Linked DNA regions of Mus musculus: region 2 is linked to region 1. A link is a contact called in public promoter capture Hi-C data. All regions are on one chromosome and are shown on one strand. The core of a region is the stretch at or near the end of the contact, and the rest is flanking DNA. Distances in the headings are between cores, read along the strand shown.

The links. Promoter capture Hi-C pulls out the DNA fragments that hold promoters and counts their contacts.
Region 2: a promoter capture Hi-C map of stem cell-derived epiblast-like cells shows a contact between it and region 1, with 2.5 times the contacts expected there. The contact joins the promoter of Lcn15 here to the promoter of Noxa1 in region 1. A contact is called at or near these places in 4 of 39 promoter capture datasets (cranial neural crest, embryonic stem cells, pre-B cells and 1 more) and 1 of 115 datasets of contacts at active chromatin or transcription factors (pancreatic cancer cells).

Annotation. Positions count from the first base shown.
Region 1 is chr2:25,093,604-25,099,681 of GRCm38.p6, forward strand. It overlaps Noxa1 (NADPH oxidase activator 1), which reads right to left and starts at 1,602. Exons shown (of 12, transcript NM_172204.4): 1 at 1,145-1,602. The coding sequence starts at 1,321.
Region 2 is chr2:25,641,625-25,647,922 of GRCm38.p6, forward strand. Lcn15 (lipocalin-15) reads left to right here and starts at 2,520. Exons shown (of 3, transcript XM_006498514.1): 1 at 2,520-2,700; 2 at 3,477-3,810. The coding sequence starts at 2,520.

The DNA.
Region 1 (6,078 bases), core at 352-2,851:
CTGGAACTGGAACTTTCCTGGAACTCACTTTGTAGACTAGGCTAGCCTCAAACTCAGAGACCTGTTTGCCTCTGTTGGCTTCAAACTTCAGATGTGCAGAGCCTACCTCTGTCTCCAGAGGGATTAAAGGCAGGCATCACTATTCGTGGCTCAAACAAAACCCTTCTAATGAAGAAACAATAGGTACAGATAAATATGTAAGACGTAATAGAAGAGAGCTGGCAAGATGGCTCAGTGGGTAAGGATACTTGCCACCATGCCTAATGACCTGCGTTTGATCACTAGGTTCCACATGGGAAAGAGAAAACTGACTCCCACAAGTTTCCTCCTGATTTATACACACATGTAAATAAATAAATAATTAAGGCTTCCAGAAAGAAATAATAAAGAGACCATCTCCACACAGCCCAGGTTTCTGCTCTCACCCTTGGTCTTGGGTGTCTTTGCTTTCCATCTGTGGTGTCCAGGTAGGTCTGCGTTGTAGGCAGAGTGCTGAGGGCTTCTATCATACACCCAGGAATGGTGAACATGAAGGGGGGATGCCCTGATGCTCACTCTACAGTGTGCTCCCCTGAGTAGGTCTGCTTTGAGAAGCAGGTGGAGATTCATGTGAGTGCTCACTCAGAACCGGAATGACAGACTGTGTGCCACCATCCCATCACAAGCATCTGCTGAAATGCACACTATCAGAGGACGTGCAGAGCCCCTGACTGCTCTGACCCAGCCACCAGCCTGCCTTCGGGTATGCTCCTTCCTCAGTCCTGAGCACCAGAGAGCCTGGGCAGGCCAGGTCTGGTACAGTTGCCGCATTTGGCTTATATGGCTATAGAGACTGAAGGCGCCCTGCTTCCCATTCTGGTCTCAACAAAAAGAGGGGTCTTCTAACCACAAAGCTCCAACCTGCCTCAGGCAGGCACTAAGAGAGGACATTAGTTGAACAATCTCTACGTAAATGACAGGGTAAAGGGCAGGGATTCCTCCCCTTCTTCTATGTTGACTATAAGGTGCGGAAGAGCGTCTTTTTCCAGGATGCCCATTGGAAGATAAGGTTTTATGTTCGCAGTCACATCTTCATCTGCATTCCCCTAAAGCCTCCACCAGGGATGTGAGAGGGGAATCTGTTATCCAGTCCTGGGGTGCTTACCCGCAGCGCAGCCTCGGGATCCCCTGCCATCAGATGCACACAGCCCCTGTTAAAGTACATCCTAGCCAGCGGCTCTCGGACATCTGAGAAGAAGCACAGCGCAGAGTCCCAGTCTTCGCGTGCCACGGCCAGCACACCCCGGTGCCAGTCCCGTATCTGATCCCCTAGAGAGCTCATGGAGCGGGGACGCCTGCTTTGAGGCGAAGGAAGTTAGCGATTCTAGCTGGAGCGCGTGGGACAGGAGGAGGGTGCCCCACAGAAGCTGGGAGGCCGTAGGCCAGGGCCAAGGGGACCGGGACAGCAATGAGAAGCAGCTGGTAGCAAGACAACTGGAGTTGTGACAGTCGGTCCTTGAAACTGAGTAGATGGCCCAAGGCTTAGGCCCCTCTCTCACGCCCCGCCTAGAACTACTTAAACAAGTCCCTAGCACTGAGGAGAGGGTCTATGATCACATAGCCACACCCCTGCATTCGTCAGGCCTATCTGTCCACTCCCTGGCTTAGCTCAACGCCAATGAAACCACGGTTATCTCAATATGGACACGCCTTCTCCACCTCCTAGTTCTTGCCAGGAAGCAGGTGTGAGCACGCCCCTTACTCAAGCCAAGCCCACACCATCTTTTTTCTGGCAAGTTCAGAACTTCAGTGTGCCCTAGATGGGCCCCCGACGTCTATTATGCAAAACTGCAGAGTGTTTGGGGAAACCCCGGGGAAAGTGCTGCACGACCGGGCCAAGGTTCCGGGGTCAGTATGGACGGTGCATTGCAGAGCTGCTTGCTCAGAGGTCAGCGTGGTCAGGCAAGTGGGCGGCCTAAAGGAGAAACAATCTAAAGGCTGGTAGAGCTCGACCTCCAGACCCGCCTCTTCAGAAGTGACCGGGTGGGCTTGGAGACTCTGGAGCAACAAGATGGGCCGGACTGGATGCCATGTGGCTAGGCCTTAGAAGCCGGATTGGGGCCTCGGAGTCAGGTGTATCGGTCGGTGGTGGGGCAGCCCGCGAGGGCTTTCTCCACTAGTGGGCGCTGGCCTGGCTGCTACTCTCCCTTGCGAGTGTGGCCATTGGGACTGAGTCTTCTACACTGCTCTCCAGGTGGATCACAGCTATCCAGAAAAACTAGCGGTTGGACAGGGATTGTGTCTTGTATAGACAGGTGGGGCAGCCCAATGTAGACTCTGCAGGACACCCAGAAGTTGATGTCCACCTTCATAATCTTGCTCGAATAAGGCCCATCCACAGTATGGGAGTCATGTGCCTTCCCCAAACTGCTGATACCAACATTAATCTCTACTGAAGTTTTCTCCCTGACATTTGGGGCACCATGGCTTGGCAGGGTTGACACATGAAATAACACCACAACACCCAATCCAAGTAGCTAGGCTCAGCTGTATCGTGGGCTCATTACCCTTCCTTGCCTGGTTGTTGATCCCCTGTACTCAGAGTCACAGCTGATTCTCCTTCCTGTGTGACGCAGGACAGCTAACTTTTCATTCCTCCATACGTGTAACAATGGCAGCAATCAATTCTGTCCTACGAAGGCTTTTCTGAGAGCTGAATGAGATCTCATAGTGTCAGCAAACAGTTGGTGCTCAGCAGTGCTTGTCATCCTGAGTTCCCAGGGGCTGTGTCCCTTGGCATTTCTCTATGGGCTGAGTTTCCCTAAACTGCTGCCTGGAGTACGTGGATGTTGCTAACCTGACTTCTTTAAGTCCTAGTGCAGCCATTCTGCCCCAATACCCAGATCTTGTATTGTCTCCGTGCAGGCTGGTCACTTTCCCTTGTTTGGCTCCTCTCCCTCTTGCTACTCACTGCCCCTTCCTGGAAGCCCAGCCTAAACTCTATCCCTGCCTTCCCAGCCCCATCTGCCCATTTTCTTTTCCATAGGTCAGAATTCTTTCTAGAATGTTCCATAGCCCATATGGTGGTTTGAATGAAAATGACCCCCATATTCTCATACATTTGAATGCTTGGTTCCCACTTGGTGGAATTGTTTGGGAAGGGCCCGGAGGTATTTCCTCAGTGGAGGGAGTATGTCCCTGGGGATTGGACTTTGAGGTTTCAAAAAGCCCACACCATTCCCAATTAGCTCTCTTGCTCCCTGTTTCATGCTTGTAGATCAAAACACACACTCTTGGCTACAACTGTAGAGCCACATCTGCCTACCTGCCACCATGCTCCTGCCCTGGTGGACATGGACTCACTCTTAGAACTGTAAGCCCCAGATCAATTTTTTCTTCTCTAAGTTTCCTTAGTCAAGGTGTCTATACAGCTATAGAAAACTAACCAAGACAGCCCATTTTCTTATGTTGCATGGTGTAGAACATGGTCCCAAGTTCTACAAGGAATTCCTCCTGTTCTCTGATGAACCCCAAGTGTCAGCCACAGTGACTTTCCCCTGAGCATATATGATGTGCTCTCCATACATTGGTTTGCATGGATCACCATAATGGCCAGGTAGTTTATGTTTAAGTAGACAGGAACCCTGTTAAGTCTTGGTGTGCGGTCCAGAGGTACGCCAGTTGGACAGACACATGCTTTTGGCTCCATGTAGGTCCATAGCCCTTGTTTGACTGGCATCTGAGTGGCAGGACATCCTCTGGGAATGATTTCAAATTCACTGATGATTCTTAAAGGAAGGTGGATTATAGAAGTTAGATGCTATACAGGCTCTTATCTCCATGTTTGCTGAAGGGTCCAAGGGAACTTCTATACCAGCTTGAAAAGGTCATGTCTGAGGGCCAAGCCTCAATTTCCTTTTAAGAGAGGTCACTCAAGAAAGTGAATTGGACATGGGGTCATTTACCCTCTCCTCCTCTGGCCTTGCAGGATCTAGAGGGGAGGTGGGGTGAGCAATGGAAGGGTACCCGAGGATTCTCCTTTGTGTACATGAGCCAATGCTGTCCCGGGAGCACAGGTGTGGGCCAGACTTTCCACAGAGGGCCAGACAAGTGTGGGTGAAGCTGTCGGAAAGTAAGATCTGTGTACTGCAAATGGAAGCCCAAGATGATACCACCATCGTAGTGAAAGATAGTCTAGTGGTTCCTCAGATAAATAGAAATGTATCCACACAAAGCTGGCAGAGTAGCTGGGTATATTGTTGGCACTGGTTGATGCAGGATAGTGAGTCGACTGGCTTGCCTCAACTAGATAGCAAGGCACTGTCTTAAATAAATAAATAAATAAAAATGTAAAAGGAAGCAAACAAAACATACATACAAGTGTTCCAAGTGACACTATTTATAATAGCAAAAGGAGGTGGGGAGACCAAACCAGATGTCTGATTACTGATACATTCATGCTCCATCCAGGCAATTATTTTTCATTCGGTTATAAAAAGGCATGAGGCTCTGATATAGCTTGGGTATACTTTGAGGAGACATGCCACTTGTAAAAACACAGATATTCTATGATCCTGTTTGTGGAAAATATCCAGAACAAGCAAATTCATAGAGGAGAGGAGGAAGTGTGGGGTGATCTCTGGCAGATAATGAGATGTCCTTTAGTTGAACTGTGCAGAAGGCAAGCTTTATTGTATATGAGTTACGCTGATAAACTGTGGGACATTTCTGAGATGTGTGCAGACTCAGGGTGAGGAGTTGTGAGTAAGTAGTGGTGTTTACAGAGGAGGCCTGAGCCAGCCTGGCTGCAGAGGCCCAGTTATGCCAGCCAGCCTTCTCAATCCCTCCTTTGTCCTGGCTGCCTTGGTGTCTCTGGCATCTGAGGGCTGCTGTGTTCTGTTCCTAGTAGGCTCCAGGTACCAGCTCTGCCCCACTGTGCATCTCTTCCCTCCCCTTGTCTCCCAGGCTATATGGCAAGTCCAGAGTCACGTGTAACCCTCAGCTAGGGCCTGAAGGACCTGGAGACCTACCTTGGAACCTACACGGGACCAGATCCAAGTCGGAACCAGCAAGTCAGAATACAGAGGGAACTGGGAACCCACTCAAAGCCAGTGCTCTAGACTGAGCCAGGAGTCTCCCATCCCTCACCCCACGGTCATTCCCCATGCCAGACCCAGAAAGAGGACAGGAGGGACACACCTTGACCTACCAGTGTTCCCTGGAGCCTGATGCTTCTTCCAGACAGAGCCAGCCCAAGGTGGGCTGGAAGCGAGAAAGAGAAGCAGCAGAGAGACTGGGATGGGCACTGTTCTCAGTGGACCCAGTGAGGCCAGATTCTGCTCCAGTTAGGACAAACAGATGAACTGGGCCCTGGGTGGTTCCCATGCTCTGTTGTATGCTATCACAGTGGCGGCTGAGGGCAGGGCCTGCCTGGTGCAGAGAGTTCCTGGGTGTGCAAGCAGGAAGGTGCTCGGGGGTGGGGTGGGGTGGAGGCACAGTAACTTTCAGCCAGCTGATCTAAGAACAGTGCTGTCCTGCTGATGGAGAGTGACTGGGAAGAGACTGGACTTGGCCAGCAGAGGGGCCCAGAGACCAGTTTCTAGTGGCTATCTGTGGCCTTAGCATAGAAAGCCTGTGTGCTACTTCTTTGGGGCTGTACGACTAGCAGTGAGTTTTCTACGGTAACTTTTGAATCCTCCAGCCCTTGAGAGACCAGAGGCTACATCCCACTTCCCATATGTCCAACATGATCACTGAGGGCATCCCGAGGGAAGTTCAGGATGGCCTTGGCCATCTCTGGAAATCTAACCATACCTGATTAGGTTCCCCTTTACCTAGCCCTGCTACTACCCGATTGCAAGAAAAGTCTGTAGCTCTCTGCTGGGTTTTTTAAAATCTTGTGTGTGCATACGAGTTTTCAATGTGCACATTCATGTGTAAGTATAGAGGCCCCATGTGGAGGTCAGAGGACACCTGTTAACCATCTTCTGTCACCTGGCTTGCTACCGCATACGCCAGGCTATCTGGCCCACAAGCTTTTGGGGACTCCTATCTCTGTCTTCTTTCCATTCATAGGTACAGACTGGCTGTACAGGGACA
Region 2 (6,298 bases), core at 1,270-3,769, 550 kb after region 1:
AGAGTCATTTGAGATGGTGTGATGGCAGGTTTTATGTGTCAACTTGACACAGCTGGAGTTATCACAGAGAAAGGAGCTTCCCTTGAGGAAATCCCTCCATGAGCTCTGCTGTAAGGCATTTTCTCAATTAGTGATCAAGAGTGGGAGGGCTCACTGTGGGTGGTGCCATCCCTGGGATGGTAGTCTTGGGTTCTATAAGAGAGCAAGCTGAGCAAGCCAGGGGAAGCAAGCCAGTAAGCAGCATCCCTCCATGGCCTCTGCATCAACTTCTGGTTCCTGACCTGCTTGAATTCCAGTTCTGACTTCCTTTGGTGATGAACAGCAACATGGAAGTGTAAACTGAATAAATCCTTTCCTTCCCAACTTGCTTCTTGGTCATGATGTTAGTACAGGAACAGAAACCCTGACTAAGACAGGTGTCCATGCTGCCACGTTTGCCACATTGATATGTTGACACATTGCAAGGCTCCCTACATTTAGTTTTGAGCAGCTTCTGCCACAGGGATGAACTACAGTGTGGTCGCTGTGGAGGGCATCCAGCTGTTCTACTTCTAGGGATTGTTAATAGGCAGTGTACGTTGGTTTGTTGTAAACCTAAATTCTTATTTCTTTTTGGTAAACTCTCTGGGAGTGCTGCTTTTGGACTTAGGGGGTTCTCATGGCATGTTTTCTGAATGTGACCATCTTGCTCTCCTCGGCAGCATGGGAGGGGGTCCCACTTTCCTCATCTTCACCAGTACTGGGCATGTCTTAGAAAGCTTTAACCATTCTGATATATGCACATCTGGCTCTCAAACCGATGTATACTTCTATGTCTCTGATGATTGACAATCGGCATCTTGTCCTCTGATCATTTCCAGTCTGGATATCTTTTTCAGTGGAAGGTCTTTTCAACTCTTTGGCACACATGCATGTGAATGTATTGTGTATACATTACGTGTGTGCACATATTTATGTATGTACACATGCATTTGTATGTGTGTGCATGCAGAGCCCAGGGGTTAAGGTTGGGTCTCCCCACCTTGTTTTTTGAGGTCGGATCTCTCGTTGACTCTGGAGCTCACTAATGTGCCTTGGTTGGCTAACCACGGAGTTCCAGGACCCACCTGCTTCTGCCTTTCTGGTGCTAGGACTATAGACCCTCACTGCTGTGTCCAGTTTCCCATGTGGACCCTGGGGATCCATATCAGGTCCGCATGCTTATGTGGCAAGCACTTTACTGACTGAGCCCTCCTCAGCCCTCAGATCTTTTACCTTTTTTGATGACATGCTGTTGGCTTGCTTTTTATTATTGAATCTCCAGAGTTCGTCATAGTGTCTGACTTCAGTCCCTTGGTTATCTTTTCCTGGAAGGCTTTATCTGCTCCGTCCTGTGACATTGGTGACACATGAAATGTCTCAGAAGTGTCAAGCCCTTGGCCTTGTTCCTCCATCTCTTAGGGTCACCGAGGGTCTTTCTCTGATCCAATGCTTTGTCTGCAGTGCCCTGGATGACTTATGGATCTGGTCTCTCTAATGGACCCTGAATTCTGATTAGAGGGTTCTGGGTGGTGTGCTTGGAGGCCAGGGTCCATAGGTACTCTGTGGTGACAAAGGTCACTTAGACCTTTCCTGGTTCTGGCCTTCACCAGTCCTGTGCCTCCCTGATGTCCATTTCCACATGCACACTTCTGAAACTAGTGATAAGGTAGCCATTGTTACCATAGTCCACTTTAAGTGCTGCCCAGCCCCTCCTGCTTGTAGGAGACCCAGCTGGTGGTAACTGGAGGGAGGCTGCCTCAGGGCTGTCTCAGAGCTGTGCTGGTACAAGCTGTGCCCCAGGATGAGGCCTAGAAACAAGCCCAGAAGTGATCCCAGCTCAAAGTTGGATATGAGAGAGAGGCAGGGAGGATCAGATAGTGGTAAGTGGACCCAATATCCTAGTGGTAAGCATGGTAGTACTGCCAGGGCAAACCCAAGCCTGCCTGTTTCCCAGCATCTCCCTGTATCTAGACAGGCTAGCAGATGGACAGAGGTGTGTGGGATCTATGTCCTGACCATGTGAGAGAGCCTTTGCCATCTCTGTGACCTGAGTTTCGAAGGTGCCTTCTTCTCATCCCCCAAAACCAAACCCAGGGTTGTGTAGGTCTATAAAGCCGGTGCCACTGGGGCTGGGTGACTTGGGTACCAGGGCTGGCGAGCAGGTGTAGGGATGGGGCTAGTCCCGCTGAGCTGGATCCCAGTCCTTTCTGAGGCTCAAGCTTCTGAGCTCAAGTACGGCTGGGGTCTTACTGCAACCCAGAAGGTACTAGGCCTACCGCTGTGCCCAGGTTGGGACGGACCCAGCTTCAGCTGAAACTAGTCAAGGGAAGCTTTAGACCCAGGCACAGGCCATTTGTGGGCAACTCTGCTGTGAGAAATAGAGGCTCAAGGTGATCAGTGGTACCATCTTGGCAGAGACTCTCACTGTGCAACCTCACACAGGCCCCTGCTTCTCTGGTCTTTGGCTTGTCCCTGGGTTTCTGGGCAAGGAGGTCCACATGAAGTTACTGGCCTGTAGTCACAGAACCATCCTGAAGTCCGCAGGTCTCTGGTGTGTCATTGCCATGGCACCCTACTGCAATGTCTTCCTGAACACCAAGGACAATGTGCTGATGTCCACCAGAGCTGTCAGTGCCTTTATGGAGGATGACCTCCATATCCTCATGGGGTTCGTAGCCTGTGGGCCGGCTGGCATGAAAGGGGCCAAGTACTCCAGCAGGGAGTAATGGCTATATCCCTCCAGGGTAATGGCTGTAAGTAGGTTGATGGTTAATACCTGAGGATAGGATCCAAGGGGGGCACTTCTGAGTTCCAGATAGGTCTTATTGGGGATCAGGAAGCCTTCTGGGAGTGTAATAGGTTGGCCTAACACTGCTTGTATTCTAATACTACGTTCTGGCCTTCAAGATTTGGAGTCAGCTTGTAGCTTCTGGGAATCTTCCCCCAGTTCATTCTGATTGGTAAATAAAGATGCCAGCGGCTAATAGCTGGAGAGGAGAGGCATGGGTGGGGTTTAGGGTTCCCAGACTTGGGACTGGGAAGAGGAGGAAGGAGGGAGACTCAGAGGTCGCCATGAAAGGTAATAAGGTGTAGGAGGGAGAAGCAGAACTGCCATGTAAAGGGGCCAAGAGAACATGACCCAGAGGGCAGCTCAACTGGGTCAAGAGCAGCCAAGATGGAACATGGAAATAGTACATAATAACTTGGGTTTATTGATAGGAGGTAGATTCTAACAGCATGAAGGTTAGGCAGTTGCCTAGCTATTGTGTTGCTTAAGGCATATTAAATTTAAAGGCTGTTTGTGTGTCTCTCATCTGGCAACATAAACCATTGAGGAGGGTAGTAACCCTGTACTGGGCTTTATTTAAACTATTGTAGTGCATGGAAGCATCTGAGGGGCTTTCATCAGGGACCCCTGAAGAGAGCCCTAGTCCATATACACATTCCCTCTCCAGTATCTCACTTGTGCGGTATAGCAGGGGTGGATCCAACTTCTGTCCACATCTTTGCCACCTCTGCCACTTCCTATCCAGTCCTGGACTACCTGGATGTGTGCACCTCTGATACTGATTGTAGCTCCTTCGCAGTGGCCTATATCAACAAGAAGCTGGAAGACATGCTTAGCACCATGGTACAGCTCTACAGTGAGAAGTCTGCATTTCCTGTATCCCTGATCCCACCTCACCTCTCTGTGTCCCCACCCCCATTCAACCCACTCTTTTCCCCAGAATCCCCCTCCCCTCTGGCCCTATCCAGCTTCTCCTCACTCCTTCCTTGCCCCCTCTTTAGGTAATGCTTGGGATTGTCCCACATCTCATCCCTTAAGACTTGCTCCTCCCTTTTCCTTACCCCGATCTCATCCATCTGGGACAGGTTGGCTAGAACAGGCGTGGTGGATGGTAGGTGGAGATGGGTGGCAGTAAGTAGCTCCATCTTTTTTTTTTTTTTTGTAAGGATCTTTGGTTTATTCCTGATGTTTAATCTTTATCATAAAGGCAGAAACAATTAGTATTTGGTCTTGATGGAATAAAATTTACCCACCATTTTCTCTGTAGTGTATGCTTTTTGGTTTTTTTTTTTTTTTTTCCATTTTTTATTAGGTATTTAGCTCATTTACATTTCCAATGCTATACCAAAAGTCCCCCTTACCCACCCACCCCCACTCCCCTACCCACCCACTCCCCCCCTTTGGCCCTGGCGTTCCCCTGTACCGGGGCACACAAAGTCTGCGTGTCCAATGGGCCTCTCTTTCCAGTGATGGCCGACTAGGCCATCTTTTGATACATATGCAGCTAGAGTCAAGAGCTCAGGGGTACTGGTTAGTTCATAATGTTGTTCCACCTATAGGGTTGAAGATCCCTTTAGCTCCTTGGGTACTTTCTCTAGCTCCTCCATTGGGAGCCCTGTGATCCATCCATTAGCTGACTGTGAGCATCCACTTCTGTGTTTGCTAGGCCCCGGCATAGTCTCACAAGAGACAGCTACATCTGGGTCCTTTCGATAAAATCTTGCTAGTATATGCAATGGTGTCAGCGTTTGGATGCTGATTATGGGGTGGATCCCTGGATATGGCAGTCTCTACATGGTCCATCCTTTCATCTCAGCTCCAAACTTTGTTTCTGTAACTCCTTCCATGGGTGTTTTGTTCCCACTTCTCCAAAGTTTCTGCAAGGCAAAAGACACTGTCTATAAGACAAAAAGACCACCAACAGACTGGGAAAGGATCTTTACCTATCCTAAATCAGATAGGGGACTAATATCCAACATATATAAAGAACTCAAGAAGGTGGACCTCAGAAAATCAAATAACCCCCTTAAAAAATGGGGCTCAGAACTGAACAAAGAATTCTCACCTGAGGAATACCGAATGGCAGAGAAGCACCTGAAAAAATGTTCAACATCCTTAATCATCAGGGAATTGCAAATCAAAACAACCCTGAGATTCCACCTCACACCAGTGAGAATGGCTAAGATCAAAAATTCAGGTGACAGCAGATGCTGGCGAGGATGTGGAGAAAGAGGAACACTCCTCCATTGTTGGTGGGATTGCAGGCTTGTACAACCACTCTGGAAATCCGTCTGGCGGTTCCTCAGAAAATTGGACATAGTACTACCGGAGGATCCAGCAATACCTCTCCTGGGCATATATCCAGAAGAAGCCCCAACTGGTAAGAAGGACACATGCTCCACTATGTTCATAGTAGCCTTATTTATAATAGCCAGAAACTGGAAAGAACCCAGATGCCCCTCAACAGAGGAATGGATACAGAAAATGTGGTACATCTACACAATGGAGTACTACTCAGCTATTAAAAAGAATGAATTTATGAAATTCCTAGCCAAATGGATGGACCTGGAGAGCATCATCCTGAGTGAGGTAACACAATCACAAAGGAACTCACACAATATGTACTCACTGATAAGTGGATACTAGCCCAAAACCTAGGATACCCATGATATAAGATACAATTTCCTAAACACATGAAACTCAAGAAAAATGAAGACTGAAGTAGCTCCATCTTTATTCCTGTACATCTTATAGGCAGAACAAATTTTGGGTTGAAGATTTTGTGGGTGGGTTGATGTCCCTCTCCCTCCACTGAAGTCCCACTTTGCTACAGGAGGTGACCACTTCAGTCTCTATATGCCCTGCTGGTAGGAGTCTCAGCTAGGGTCACCCCATAGACTCCCTGGAGCCTCCCTCTGACCCTAGTTCCAGGTCTCAAGCTTATCCCAGAGACGCACCCCCCCCCCCATCAATTTCCGTTCTTTGTCCCAGGCCTCTCCCGACCACCTCTTTCTTCCCCATTCTTCTCCTTTCCTCCTCTCCCACCCAGTTCCCTCTTTCCATCCACCTCCAATGAATATTTTGTTTCCCCTTCTGAGTGAGATTCACACATCTTCCCTTGGGCCCTCCTTGTTATCTGGTTTCTTTGGGTCTGTAGATTGTAGCATGGTTATCCTTCACTTTATGGCTAATGTCCACTTATAAGTGAGTACATACCATACAGGTCTTTCTGATTCTAGGTTACCTCACTCAGGATGATATTATCAAGTTCCATCCATTTGCCTCCAAAGTTCATGACTTCCTTGTTTTTAATGGCTGTGAAGTATTCCTTTGTGCAGATGTTTTAAAAAACATTAAAAAAATTTTTAAAAAACCCATTCTTTAGTTGAGGGATATCTAGCATGTTTCCAGTTTCTGGATATTTTGAATAAAGCTACTATGAACACAGTTGAGCCAGTGTCCTTGTGGGATGGTGGAGTATCTTTTGGG